Linked DNA regions of Sus scrofa: regions 1 and 2 are each linked to region 3. A link is a contact called in public HiChIP or PLAC-seq data. All regions are on one chromosome and are shown on one strand. Each heading gives the region's core, a stretch centred on a gene start, on an enhancer-like site or on the middle of the called end of the contact. The rest is flanking DNA. Distances are from core to core; before and after follow the strand shown.

The links. HiChIP or PLAC-seq counts read pairs in DNA pulled down with a chosen protein or histone mark.
Region 1: an H3K27ac HiChIP or PLAC-seq map of skeletal muscle shows a contact between it and region 3. The contact joins two enhancer-like sites. A contact is called at or near these places in 3 of 47 Hi-C or Micro-C datasets (liver and skeletal muscle) and 2 of 2 datasets of contacts at active chromatin or transcription factors (alveolar macrophages and skeletal muscle).
Region 2: a contact with region 3 is called in an H3K27ac HiChIP or PLAC-seq map of alveolar macrophages. The contact joins two enhancer-like sites. A contact is called at or near these places in 1 of 47 Hi-C or Micro-C datasets (liver) and 1 of 2 datasets of contacts at active chromatin or transcription factors (alveolar macrophages).

What each region holds. Positions count from the first base shown.
Region 1 is chr9:123,579,529-123,583,744 of Sscrofa11.1, reverse strand. The region is part of intron 9 of ZNF648 (a long non-coding RNA gene); the gene reads left to right. Among named protein-coding and RNA genes, the nearest start is that of ZNF648, 130 kb to the left of the region's middle. Within about 2 kb of position 2,509, at least 44 of the 83 cell types and tissues checked have an H3K27ac peak or open chromatin away from gene starts, as enhancers often do. A contact at or near this core is called in alveolar macrophages and skeletal muscle, where this site is marked.
Region 2 is chr9:123,551,937-123,556,382 of Sscrofa11.1, reverse strand. All of the region lies in intron 10 of ZNF648 (a long non-coding RNA gene), which reads left to right. Among named protein-coding and RNA genes, the nearest start is that of ZNF648, 150 kb to the left of the region's middle. Within about 2 kb of position 1,647, at least 10 of the 83 cell types and tissues checked have an H3K27ac peak or open chromatin away from gene starts, as enhancers often do. A contact at or near this core is called in alveolar macrophages, where this site is marked.
Region 3 is chr9:123,721,767-123,726,024 of Sscrofa11.1, reverse strand. No RefSeq gene overlaps it. Among named protein-coding and RNA genes, the nearest start is that of ZNF648, 17 kb to the right of the region's middle. Within about 2 kb of position 2,719, at least 8 of the 83 cell types and tissues checked have an H3K27ac peak or open chromatin away from gene starts, as enhancers often do. A contact at or near this core is called in alveolar macrophages and skeletal muscle, where this site is marked.

The sequences.
Region 1 (4,216 bases), core at 1,260-3,759, 140 kb after region 3:
TCCGAGCCATGTCTGCGACCTACACCACAGCTCACGGCAACATCAGATCCCTAACCCGTTGAGCAAGGCCAGGGATCGAACGCACAACCTCATGGTTCCTAGTCGGATTCGTTAACCACTGCACCACAACAGGAACTCCAAGGAGCACATAGTTAATCCTCAGTAAGTGGTGGCTGCCATCAGCTCACCAAGGACTCAGGGATGAGTCTCCAAAGGTGGGCCAAGCATTCAACTCATTTTATATATTTATTTATTTATTTTTGTCTTTTAGGGCCACTCCTGCAGGATATGGAGTTTCCCAGGCTAGGGGTCTAATTGGAGTTACAGCTGCCAGCCTATACCACAGCCATAGCAACGCCAGATCTGAGCCGTGTCTGTGACCTACACCACAGCTCACGGCAACACAGGATCCTTAACCCACTGAGCAAGGCCAGGGATCGAACCTGCAACCTCATCGTTCCAAGTCAGATTCATTTCCGCTGCGCCACGACGGGAACTCCTCAACTCATTTTAAATATCAGAAAATGTTTTTGTCATTGAACCCTATGGTTATGAACTCATCTGAATAACACGCTAAAAATTGTTTTGAATGTTACATAGGAATCCTTGGAAAATGAAATAAAATATCTTTATAACTATTCTTCTCGACTGGGATACAGCAGGGAGCAGATGAGAAACCCAATTTCCGCCACTTTGCAAACACTGGAAGGTAACTCGATCCATTCTGAGACTAAGATTTTAGAGATTGCTTCAGACTCCTTATTAAAAGAATATTTGTTGGGCAAAAGTCACTTTCATCATTTCAGTTAGAAGTTGAGTTTTAGTAACCAGTCTCACCAGGGAACATTTTTTTTTTCAATCTTTCTGACTGTACTCTAGTGAGGAGGAATTTCAAGTCCATGAATCCTGCTAATACTATGCCTACTAATTATTATGATAGCTAACATTCACTGAGACAATGCTAGGCCAGGGCGTGTCCTAAGTGTTATGCATGTGCTAACACATGCAGTCGTCAGAAACATCTCTGAAATGGGTGCTATTATTAGTCCTTTTGGACAAACACAGAACTAAGGTTATGTATGGGTGTGGAGAATCTGACCTTCGGTGGTCTGCCAGCCCCTAAATGCAGAGCTGGGACTCAGACCCAGGCAGTCATGCTGCTTCGTCTACCAACTACCTCTAAAAGATGCAGCTCCTCATTATCCTTAAAAACCTAGGACATTGAACCAGATACCCCCTTTTAACAGGAAGATTAGAAACTTATTTTTCTCCAAGAGGAATTTATTTGCACATGTTGATGAGCTATCCTGCTCCTGGAAAGGTGTTCAAAATAACCTTGTTCAGTTTTCATGACTCCATGTGGTCATTTCTCTATTTTTATGCTTTCTTTTCATGTGTGGATGCGATCTGGATTTTGCCCTTAAAGTGAAACTATGCAGTTTTCTTCTGAAGCAAATTGCTTTAAGTAGAAAAGCTGCTTCCAGCAAAATGACGAAGCATTCCAAGTATCACCGGTGTGCATGGTGTGGTCCAAAGGGGGCCCTGAAGCTTGCCGAGCACTAACAAGCCATCTCTGGTTAGCGAGCCGACAGGTGCCTGCAAGTCCAAGCAGCAGATGACATCAGGCCGAGGCTGGGGTCCCACAGGCAAACTCACCCCAGCGGACCTCGTGATACTTTGGGAGGCCAGGCTCACTGTCTCCCATTCCTAGTCACCTTGTTACCAACTCCTGTGGAAAATTTAATGTGGCCAGAAGGAATTCTGACCTCTTTTAGACAAAAACATGCTCATGTTTTTATGATGAACTATTGCATATTTTTATTGAAAACATTTAATACTGCTCTAAAAGGGTGACTATTTTTTAGGTATTGCCCCACTGCTGATTTCTGATTGAATGCTGCCAAGAACAAGAAAGGAGGAAAAAAAAAAAAAAAAAAAAACTGGAGACGCTATCAGATTCATTAAACATTGTATTTAATTGTTCTTGTATTTAAACCCTGCCCTTATCAGTGACATTGCCACTTTTCTCATTTTTCAAAGTTGCATATTGGAAGAAAACAAGAAAAGGGAGCAATGGTGTGGCCTGGGAAACTAGGGTGTTTACTGCCTAGAGGAACCAGAAGTTCATATGGGCCTGGCTGGCTGAAGAAATGACAGCTCAGCATAGGGAAGGGGAGGGAAAAAAAAAAAAAAAAAAAAAAGGCGATAGCAGCAGCAAAGCAAGAACAAAACATTTAAAGAGATCTGGCCAGAACTGGTCTGCACAAATTCCTGTCCTGCCTTCCTCCTCCTCGCTCCCACAAGCCGCAGCAATCTTGCCTTCCCTAGGAAACTGCAACTCCTACCTCCTCCGAGGGGGCTGCGCACGCGCCCCGTGCCGGGGTGCGCGCATTTTCCCTCTCGGCACCCACGGAAGGCAGAGCACGTGTGCGGGAGGGTGGAGGGTGAGGAGTGGAGCAAGAGAAAGACAGCTCAGCTGGCTGGCCCTTGCCCCTGAAGAAAACAAGCGGAGGCAGGGAGGAAAACATACTGTTCCTGCAATCTGATCACCTCCGTGCAAGCCTCTGGGTTACACACCCCAGGACGCCGAGGCCCAGAGGCGAAACTGATTACACTGGGCAGGAAAACCTCGCGTGGTGACTGTTCCCGGGCAGATTAGAAACACATTGTTGGAGCAGGGGGGCCAGGGGGCCCGGAGCGTGCAGGGCAGTAGGGCTGGAGGCTGGGTGTGGGCTGGGGCCAGAGAGCTCGCGGGGAGGGGGTCCAAACGCCTGCGGAGAGCTCTGTGAGCTGATTCCTGCTCCCCGGGTGGCCCCTGGCAGCTGCCCAGGCCTCACAGTGAGAAATCTGGAACAACGAAGGCGCTAGGACAAAAGGGTCTCTGGCCAGAGAGGGGCTGCAGGGTTTATGGGGCCAGGAGCACCCCGGTGTGAGACTGGGGATCAGACTGTCCAACAGGGCTTGTGTAAGAGAACCAACGTTCATTGGGCGTTTACTGGGAGCAGGGCACTGTGCTAGGCTCCTTTTATATATTTCATCGAGTTTGGGATCACAGTATGGAATTCTCGCTGAATTGAAAAGTGGGAAGTAAAGAGCTGTTTTTTGCCAGGTGACCCAAACCCTACGGTTGCCCAGTGCAATTTGTTTGAAATAGCAACTAGAGGCCCACTGGGAATCTTGTCAGTAGGAAACCAGTAGAGCCCGCCCCCCTTTAGCTTCCAGCTCAGGCAAGGACATTCAGGAGTGTTGAGGACCGAAGGGTGTCTTCACATCTTCCTCTCTGGGCCCTCATCCATGGAACTGCTGGACCCGCCGCCTCTCAAAGCCCCGCTTCCCTTGGGGGGAATCCTGGTAATCGCTGAGCCACCGCTGAAGTTCTCTACTCTAGCGCCACCTGGTGGCTCTTGGCGGCTAGTCCATGGCCGACTTGGCTGGGAATTGCTGTTTTATAGCCGCTAAATGAATGTCACCACCTCGGTTTTGTGAGGTCCACCTGTTCTTTCACTGCGCCGTTTATCTCCATGTTATTGTCACTCCAGGTTTTCATAGTCTTTGCCAGTTCTCTGCTGCTTCATCTCACTAAGTCACTTCTAGTGTTATTTTCGTAGAGTTCCAAATCAGGGAGTTCTTGATCCTTATAATTTTGCTAGTGGACAAACTTTTTCATTTGAATATTTTTCATTTGTCTAGGACATGCTTTGCTCCCTCTTCCTCCAAGTCTTTGGGACATGGACATATTTCTGGGTGTTTGTTTTTACTCCGTGTGAGTGGTACAAGGTTGTATCTCATCCAAATTTGTCCCTCCCAACAATACTAAATTAACATCTAAGTCTGGGCACTGAGACTGGGGACAGCAGCTCTGTCCAGTCCCAGGGTGAGTTCCCTGCCAACCTAGAAGCCCTCTCTGAGAATACAGGTGAGAGACTTTGCTCAGATTTTGACCAAAAGGCTTGGTCTGATGTCTGATTCGATCCATGAAGCCTGACCAATCACAGTGGAAAAATCAGCCTTATAGTCAATGAACCTGGAGGCCAGGGGAGTTTGTTCAGACTGGCAGTCACAGATGCACTGTGCTGGGTGCATGTCCACTGCAAACCAGGACAGGCAAGGTCAGAACCAAAAAGGCAGGGTCAGGCCAAGGATAGAGAGTTCTGGAAGGAAAAGAGGTTGGGTCTGAGGAGGCCTGATGAGATCTGGGAGGAGATTGTGAAGAAGC
Region 2 (4,446 bases), core at 398-2,897, 170 kb after region 3:
ATTTCATATGAGCTCTTTTATATGTGTCAGAATTTTAAACTCAACATCTTGTAGGGATTTATTCATGTTTGCACATGATAGTAGTTTGTTCCTTTTTCTGGCTCTGTAGTGGTTCCATACATGCATGTTCCACAACTTGCTTATCCATTCTTTTATTGATGGCTACTTGGTTGTTTCCGGTTTGGGGATACTGTGATTAGAGCTTACAAAAACATTCTTGCATGAGTTTCTTTGTGGGTGTATATTTTTATTTCTCTTGGGTAAATACTGGATTACAAAGTAGGGGTAACTTTATTCTACCAAGCTAGCAATAAATATTTATTGAGTCCTTTGAAATGTATCCAGATAAGTTTTCTTTCAATTTGAAAAATCCTTTTCCTTTCTTAATCAGTTCTCATAAAATTCATTTTTCAAGGCTTTGCCACATAAGGACTTCCCTGATTGTCACAATCTGTATTTGAGTTTAATTCTCAACAGACATTTATTGCACCTCTACTAGAGTCCTTGTATTTTATTGTTTTCTGAGGCTAAAGAGATGGAAATCAGTCCTTGTCCCCAGGAAGCTTATAGTCTAGTGGAGAAGGCAGACAGACAGCTGTGATGGAGATAGTGAGGCATGCACTGGATGCTCAGGGCTGCAGAAAGAAGATACATTAACTTGGTCTGAGAGGTCTTTCTGGGGTTGAATGCCTCAGCTGAATCTAATAGTTGGTGGGAAAAGAAGAGGATATTCTAGGCAAAGAAAACTGCTGATACAAAGAGAGATGAAGGGGAGCATGCTTCATCTGGGGACAAGTGGGTCCCCGTGGCTGGAGCACTAGGCATGAGTGTGGGTCAGGGGAGGCACCAAAGAAACAAAGGCGGCTGGGGAACAGCCAAGACCTGGATTACAGAAGGTCTTGAATGTCACAGCAAGGCAGCTAGACTTTACCAGGAATCCATGGCAAGCCACTGAATGGCCTTCAGCAGGGGTGACATTATAGAATTTACTGCCTCTCTTGCTTCTCCATAGCAACTGGCTTGACTTTACTACACTGCTTGTTTCAGTTTGCCTCTTGCTGCTGTGGTTTGTATGTGTGTCTCCTCTCCAACGGGCCCACCAGGTAAACTTCGTGAATGTCTTCAGATTTCCAAGACCCCAAAGCACCTGTCAACTGGTGTGTACACAGCAGGGATCAGTGCTTTGTGGGTATTTGACACATGGGCTTGAGCCATGCATTCCTAGAGGCTACCATCAATCGTGGGGCTGCTAGACTGAGGTTTAAGGAGGGTGTTTATTTTCCTTGGGCCACAAATCCGCACTGAAATGGATGCAAGAGAAAAGTTCTGAATTCTAATGGGGAAGAAAGGGTGGGAAATCACACAAAATAAGAACCCTTAGTCATCTTTGTCATGATTTATCTGCCTCCCACCCAGGATCCCACTGAGATATTTTGAGGCTGTTCTGCAGCAAAAACTTGGTTGCTTTTCTGAAGCTTTCTGGAATTTCCGTCTAGTGAACAGATGGCATTGTTTTCATATGAAGAGCAAAAGAATCTCATGTACTCAAACACTGAAAGCTTGAGAAAACACATAGCGCATGAGTAGCAATTATAATGGGGAAGGAACATGCTGTGTCAACAGAGAGCTAGACTCTGTACAAAGCAAGAATCCAGCTGGTTCTTTGGCCAGTAATGGGGCCTCTGTGTTAGGGTGAGGATATGTGTGCACCAGGTGGTGCTAACACAGGCTCTGGGTCGCATCTATCAGCACAACTGAATCGCTCTTCTTCTCTCTTTCTATTATATATAAAGTTCCTAGCATGGGCTTGGTCCTGAGAATCCAGAGGTGAAAACAGACAGTCCCTGACCTCAGGGGCTGTCAGCATGGTGGTAGATAGATTTCTTTATAGAAGATCTGCACAAAAAAATGGAAAGAGAAAGTAGGAACCTCTAACTTAGCCTGGAGAGCTCGGGGGGGGGGGGGGGTGGGTCCTAGGGGAGGTTCTCTCAGAGCTGAGTCTTAGGAGTTGACTGGGATCTGGCCAGGAGGGGTGGCAAGAAGGCAAAGTAAAGAGCAAGACTGAGGTCATCCTGGATGGAGGGGACAGTGTGAGCCAGGGCCTGGAGGTTCCAGGGGGAAGTGAACTCAGGGACATCGCACAAGCCCATGCTGCATGTCTGGATAGGGTAGGGCGTGGCCAAAAATGAGGCCAGAGATGTAAGCTGGGAATTAGAAATGTCTGAACATAGGGAAATATCTGAGCAAAACAGCATTACGTAAGTTCATGCAAATTACTTGCAAAACAAGGTGTACCCTCTCAGGAAACCTACTTACAAGGTTGAGTGCATGAAAGTATTTGGTAACAGATCCCTACTGCCAAGATCAACAGGTTGCATAAGAAAGAAGTAGTCATTTATTCATTGAATCTAAACACATATAGAGAGCATGTGCTGAGTGAGTGCCAGGCACTGGAAGTCCATGATCAAAACTATATTCCTGACAAAATGACTAGGACTTGTCATTCTGCCTACGGTGAAGACGCCAAAGTTAATTGTTCAATACATCAATGATTAGTCTGGGCCCCTGTCTATGAAGCTCACAGTATATTGGGTGAAACAGAGAGGTAAGCAGATGATTGTGGTATCAAATGATTACAATTAAGATAGGTCAGGGAGGAGTTCCCGTTGTGGCTCAGTGGTTAACAAATCTGACTAGGAACCATGAGGTTGCAGGTTCGATCCCTGACCTTGCTCAGTGGGTTAAGGATTCAGCGTTGCCGTGAGCTGTGGTGTAGGTCGCAGACGCGGCTCGGATCCCATGTTTCTGTGGCTCTGGTGTCAGCCAGTGGCTGCAGCTCCGATTCGACCCCTAGCCTGGGAACTTCCATATGCCGCGGGAGCGGCCCTAGAAAAGGCAAAAAGACAAAAAAAAAAAAAAAAAAAAAGATAGGTCAGGGAACGCATTCTAAAAATGTCTGCAGGAGCCAGGAAAGTAAAATAAGTAAATGAAGAGAACTCCAGGTGAGAGGCAGTAGGGACTAGTGGGGACTGCGAGCCGTAGGGAGTGTGTGTTCATTCTCAAGGGGATAATTGCTACGCCACTCCAAGCAAATTTAGGTAAAAAGAAGCTGGCAATTTTTACGATGTGCAATGTTCCTACGTGAATTGGTTGCTCCTACAATTCAGGGTTCCAGCACAATCAGCCTGGTACTACATGGAGGTGATGGCATAGAGATAGAGAGACACTGGTTAGCAAGATGCAAAGCCTGAATACCTGCCTTTCTGGATGAACATGGCATGGGACACAGCGACCTGCATGGTCAAGAGAGGGACACTATAGTTCTCACAGCCAGGAAGGCAAACAGTGTCAGGCACTGCTAGGACCACAGCCTCCCGACAGCCCATCGGACTCATGTGCACCTGCTGAGGGCCTGACTTGAGTCAGTCTCTGGCTTTCTTAGGCCAGGACCGGGGCCTCCAGGGCAGCCCCTCCCCCTGAGAGGACCTGTGTGGCAGTTGCTAATTTTCTGGCCACGAGCATCTGTTTGGGGTTGTTTGTTCTGCAGAAGGAAACAGAAGATTGCTGTGTATCAGAATCCTGCTCCTCCTCCTCCTGCACCACTACCGTCCCCCCCCCCACACACACACTGCAGAAAAGCTGCTGAGCAAACAGAGAAATCAAGATGATTATACGCTGCTGGAAAACCGCGTGCTTCCGCCTGGCTGCGTCCCCCTGCCAAACTGTTATGTAAGCCGTGGCCCCACTCAGGCCTGGAACCAAACAGAGGTGCCATTGACAGCCTGTCCGTGACCTGCTCATCACCCACGGCTTTCCCCACAGCCTGTCTCACCTGGAGCGAACCTGCCCCGGGGAGGGGAGGTCCCGACAAACTGACAAGCTGCTTTTACAAGTGTTTTGGGATTTCCCTCTCTCCCTTCCCAGCCAGTTCAGAGGCATGGGGTGGGTCAGGACTAGGAGTTTACTTTGGCGGGATTCCCAGTGACTAAGACGTTTTATACTGGAAAACTCCATCTGACAATCCGGGGGAGGTGAGTGTCTTTCACCCTCTGAAGCGCCTAAGTCACTTTGGATGTTTAGATACCAGAGTTGAAGAGGTAACTGCTGGAGTCCGAGGTGACCTCCAGGCCAGACCACACTGCTCTGATGACCAGTACTTATTTCTATTTAGGGATTCTGGGCATGTTCCCCAGCCCTAAACCACCTAAATAGACTTAGAAGAGCTTTTCCTTTGATGTGTCAGTGACTTGAATGAGCTAAAGTCTCAGGCTTTTTTTCTCTTTCTTTCTGCATCACAGGGTCAGGAATACTCAATGGCTCCTACAGCAAGTGCACTAAAGGTTTTCAATGTTAATTACAACCTCTTGGCATGGTTATAATTCTATCTGCAGTGAGCTCCCGGCTCTTTTACTGCTGACTGTGTTCAGGAGTTTACATATTCATGTC
Region 3 (4,258 bases), core at 1,470-3,969:
GTCCCCTCTTAACCTGGCCTCTCTTCCATTTGACTGTGAGCAGCTTAAGGGCAAGAACTCATTTACAGGTATAGCTAAAACCTCCAGTATTTGTTACCTTACTTGGCACACACTAGTTGCCAAGTAAATTTCAGTTTAGTTTGAATAGGTTAAGTAATTGAATTGGTTAAAAAATTAAATAATAATTTCCTCTACATTCTTCTGACTGTGTGAGTATTTATTACTGGTTCCTTTTGGAGTTTATGCCTTTGGAATCTTCCTCCTACGCCCAGAGACTGGTGTTGCTGTGCTGCTTTCAATGAAAGATGATATTCTTCTTCATCGTCATCACCACTAATAAGGGACCCTTATGTGCCAGATATTTTACACATAACCTCATCCAATATTTTGTAATCATTTGAAATGTAGACATTTTTTTTCTTTTTTGGCCTCCCCATGGCATATGGAGTTCCTGGGCCAGGGATCAGACCTGAGTTGCAGTTTTGACCTATGCTGCAGCTGTGGCAATGCCAGGTCCTTTAACCCATGGTGCTGGGCCAGGGATCACACCTGTGCCCTGGAGCTGCAAGAGATGCCACTGATCTGTGGAGCCACAGTGGAAACCCCTGAAATGTAGACATTTTTATACCCATTTTTCCGATGAATTAGAAAGCTGAAGCTCAGAGAGATGGAGAAACGTACCCCAGGGCACCCAGCCAATTCATAAGTGTGCAAGCTAGAAAACAGACTCAGACCTCTGATGACTACATATTTGCCCTTTCCATATGTCATTTCACTATGTGACAGAGAAGACTCTCTGCAGAAGCTCCCGTATGGGGCAAAGTTTTGGTCCAAACATTCTCATTTTCTTCCCTAACAGGCCATTCAAAATCTTGATGGTCTGTTTGATTTCTCCTCCATGGGGAGAGTCTTTTATCTGTTAGGGTTGGAAGGACATGGATGGGTCTGCTGTCTGGAGAATTACTTTATTCACAGTAAGACAGGAATCTACTAGAAGGGTCATCTGGGGTAGTAAGAACCCTCTGGCATGTTCCAGCCTCATTTCCTCTAGTCTTATAAGTCAGAGTGCTGGCATTGTGCAAGAAGGGGTTTGAGCACTCTGGAAGGGAGCAGTCAGAGGCAAATCTGGCTGGAGAAGCTGGGGTGGGGCAGACCCTGAGAATATCAAAGCCCATGGAAAACATACCTACTGCTCAGTGACCTCTTGAGCAATTATTTTTGTCATTTTTTTTCTACTCCTTTGCTCCCAGTCTTTTCTGGATAGGGGGACTCTATAACTTACTGTCCAAACTAAGACAATTTTGAGAAGAGGACATTATTAATAATAACACTTGGGAGTTCCTGCTGTGGCTCAGCAGTAATGAACCCAACCAGTATCCATGAGGACAAGGGTTTGATTCCTGCCCTCACTCACTGGGTCGGGGATCCGGTGTTGCCGTGAGTTTTGGTGGAGGTCACAGACATGGCTTGGATCCCGTGCTGCTGTGGCTGTGGCATAGGCTGGCAGCTACAGCTCCGATTTGACTCCTAGCCTGGAAACTTCTATATGCTGCAGGTGAGGCCCTAAAAAGCAAAATAACAATAATAATGATAACAACAACAATGGGGTAGTGGAATTCTCCCTTGGAAACCAGGATGCATGGTCTCCCTCCCTATTTCGGAAGGTATTTCCATAACACTTCACAGACTTTTCAGATGTGAGTGTCCCTGACACCCTTGAACACAGAGAGTATGTTTATACAGGCTGGTAGGAGAGGTTACAAGGCAATAAAAATCGACGAGGCCTTTTCCAAGTTTCTCGACCTTGGATAAGCCACTCAGTCTCACTGAACAGCCTTATATGTATATAAGGGCATAATGATATTTCTCTCAAGGGATTTACATGGAATAAGTAAGATATCGTATGTACTATGTCTGTGTAGTAACTCCTTTCTCAGCTGGGTGGAGAACCCTTGTGGGTGGAGGGTGTGGTGGGGACCACTGAATGTTGGTCCAAGGTCAAGGGACTCTCTGGAAACCTGATGATGTGAGTTTCCATTTCCTGTGGTTTGAAGATTCTTGGCCCATTCTTAGTTAAAGAAAGTCAGGCCCACTCATGTTTACTGGTTGAGGAATAGCCATCCACGAGCTAGGAATAAGGAGGGGGGAAAAAAAAAGAAGAAAGGGCTTCAAAACATACTTCTTACACTGCTCTGGAGATTGGGCAGTGAAGGGTTGAGGGAGATGCTGATGGGATCCCACCCATGACAATGAGAGGGAGTATGAGAGTGACTGCGGTTTCTGTATAAATAGGAACTGAATAAATAGAAACTGAGGGGAAGAGCTGAGATCCTAAGCTTAGGCCTGGAAACGACCTTAGTTTTGGCCTTTCACCTGTTTTCTTGGCCCAGGCAATAGGCTTACAGTCTCCTGATTGGACAATGATCCCTCAGGCATCCAAGCTCAGGGAGCATTTTCCATGAGTAATTTAGAGAACTTCTCTGTTAAAAAGGCCTCCACCTTAGGCTTCCTTGCCCAAGGGAAAGAGCAATGGGGGTCCTGCTTGTATGTGACCTACTATGTTTCTTTAGGAAGTAAGACTGATGAGCCCAGGGTTGCTTGGTCAGTCCTGACTTCATCAGTTGTGCTGGAACAGCTACAGGATGGCCACGTGACGTCTGTTCCCTGACACTAAACTGAGAACACCACGTAAACAGTAGTCACGAATTCCATCCAAAGGGACAAGGATACAACTGACTCCGGTTACTGGATTCCGAACAGCCCAGTACACAGCTGGGCCTGGGCTGGCACCCAAGGGCAGGAAAATTGTCATGCATTCTCATCTTTCCTACCTTTGAGCTCCTTCTCAAGGCCTGGAGCTGACCCTCTTGTTTTCAGCCCTCCAGGCTTCTCTGATCTTCTGTGGGATGAGGAGCAGATGTGCTGAAATGCTGCAAGGCACATGGCTGGGGTGCTATTTCTGGCTTGTGCTGAACTCAGAAGCAGTCCTAGAAAGAATGTTTCTGACACTGCTTGCCTTCTGAGAATTCATGATGCTCTGCCTGGCTGTTCCTGATACTCATTCAGATACTAGGCCTCTCCATGGCTTGCAGAAAGGCCAGGGAATAAAGGGGATGGAAGTGGTGCCCTGACATCAAAGCAGCTCCCTAGCAGCTGGCTCAAAGCAAAGCACACCCTTGGCTGCCTCGTTTCTTTACTCATTTGTGCATATACTCAGCCGCTACCCCTGCCTGACATTGTTCTGGGAATTGATATACATAAGAAAACACAACAGACAATATTTCTGCTTTCATGAATTTTAAATTCTAGCCAAGGGAATATAGATAATAAATGATAAGTATAACAAATAAGTGAAATGTTTAATTTTAGAAGATGTTAGATGCTAAATGCCATGGAGGGAAAAAAAAAAAAAACAAAAAAACAAACAACCCACCAGAGCAGAGGAGATGAGAAGGGCCAGCGGGGAGGTTGCAGTATTAGACAGGGTGATCAGACTAGATACCATTGAGAAAGAGATTTCAAAAACTCGAAGGAAGTGGTTAACTTAGCTCATATCTGAGGGAAGAGTGATCAAGGTAAAGAAAACTTCTAGGACAAAGGCGCAAAGATGGGAAGATGTCTGGCATATTCAAGGAAGAGCAAGGAAGCCCTCGTAGCTGGAGGGAAGGGAGCAAAGAGGAGACATCAGGAGAAGGAGGGTGCAGAGAAGTGGTGAGTATGAGGGGTGGGCACTGATCCTACAGGGTCTCGCAAGCCATTGTAAGACCTTGTCTTTAAGTGGCATGGGAAGTCATTTCAGGATTTTTGAGAAGGGGCATGCTCTGACATGATTTAAAAGGATCATTCTGGAAAGATGACAGCAGCAGTAGTGACATACTCTTTGGACGTTTCTGAATCTCCATATAACAACAGATGGAGAAACTAGAATAAAAACTAAAAATATTTGGACAACAAGTTCCCGTTGTGGCTCAGCAGTAACGAACCTGACTAGTACCCATGAGGAAGCAGGTTCGATCCCTGGCCTCGCTCAGTGGGTTAAGGATCCTGTGTTGCTGTGGCTATGGCATAGGCTGGCAGTTGCACCTCCAATTCGACCCCTAGCCTGGGATCTTCCATATGCCGCATATGTAATTCTAAAAAGCAAAGCAAAACGAAACAAAACTTGGGCAATATTTACTCAAAACTAGGTGACAAAGTGTTTTCACAACCACCCCCTTACCCCCAACAAAGAAGTGGACAAAAACAAATCACCAAAAGC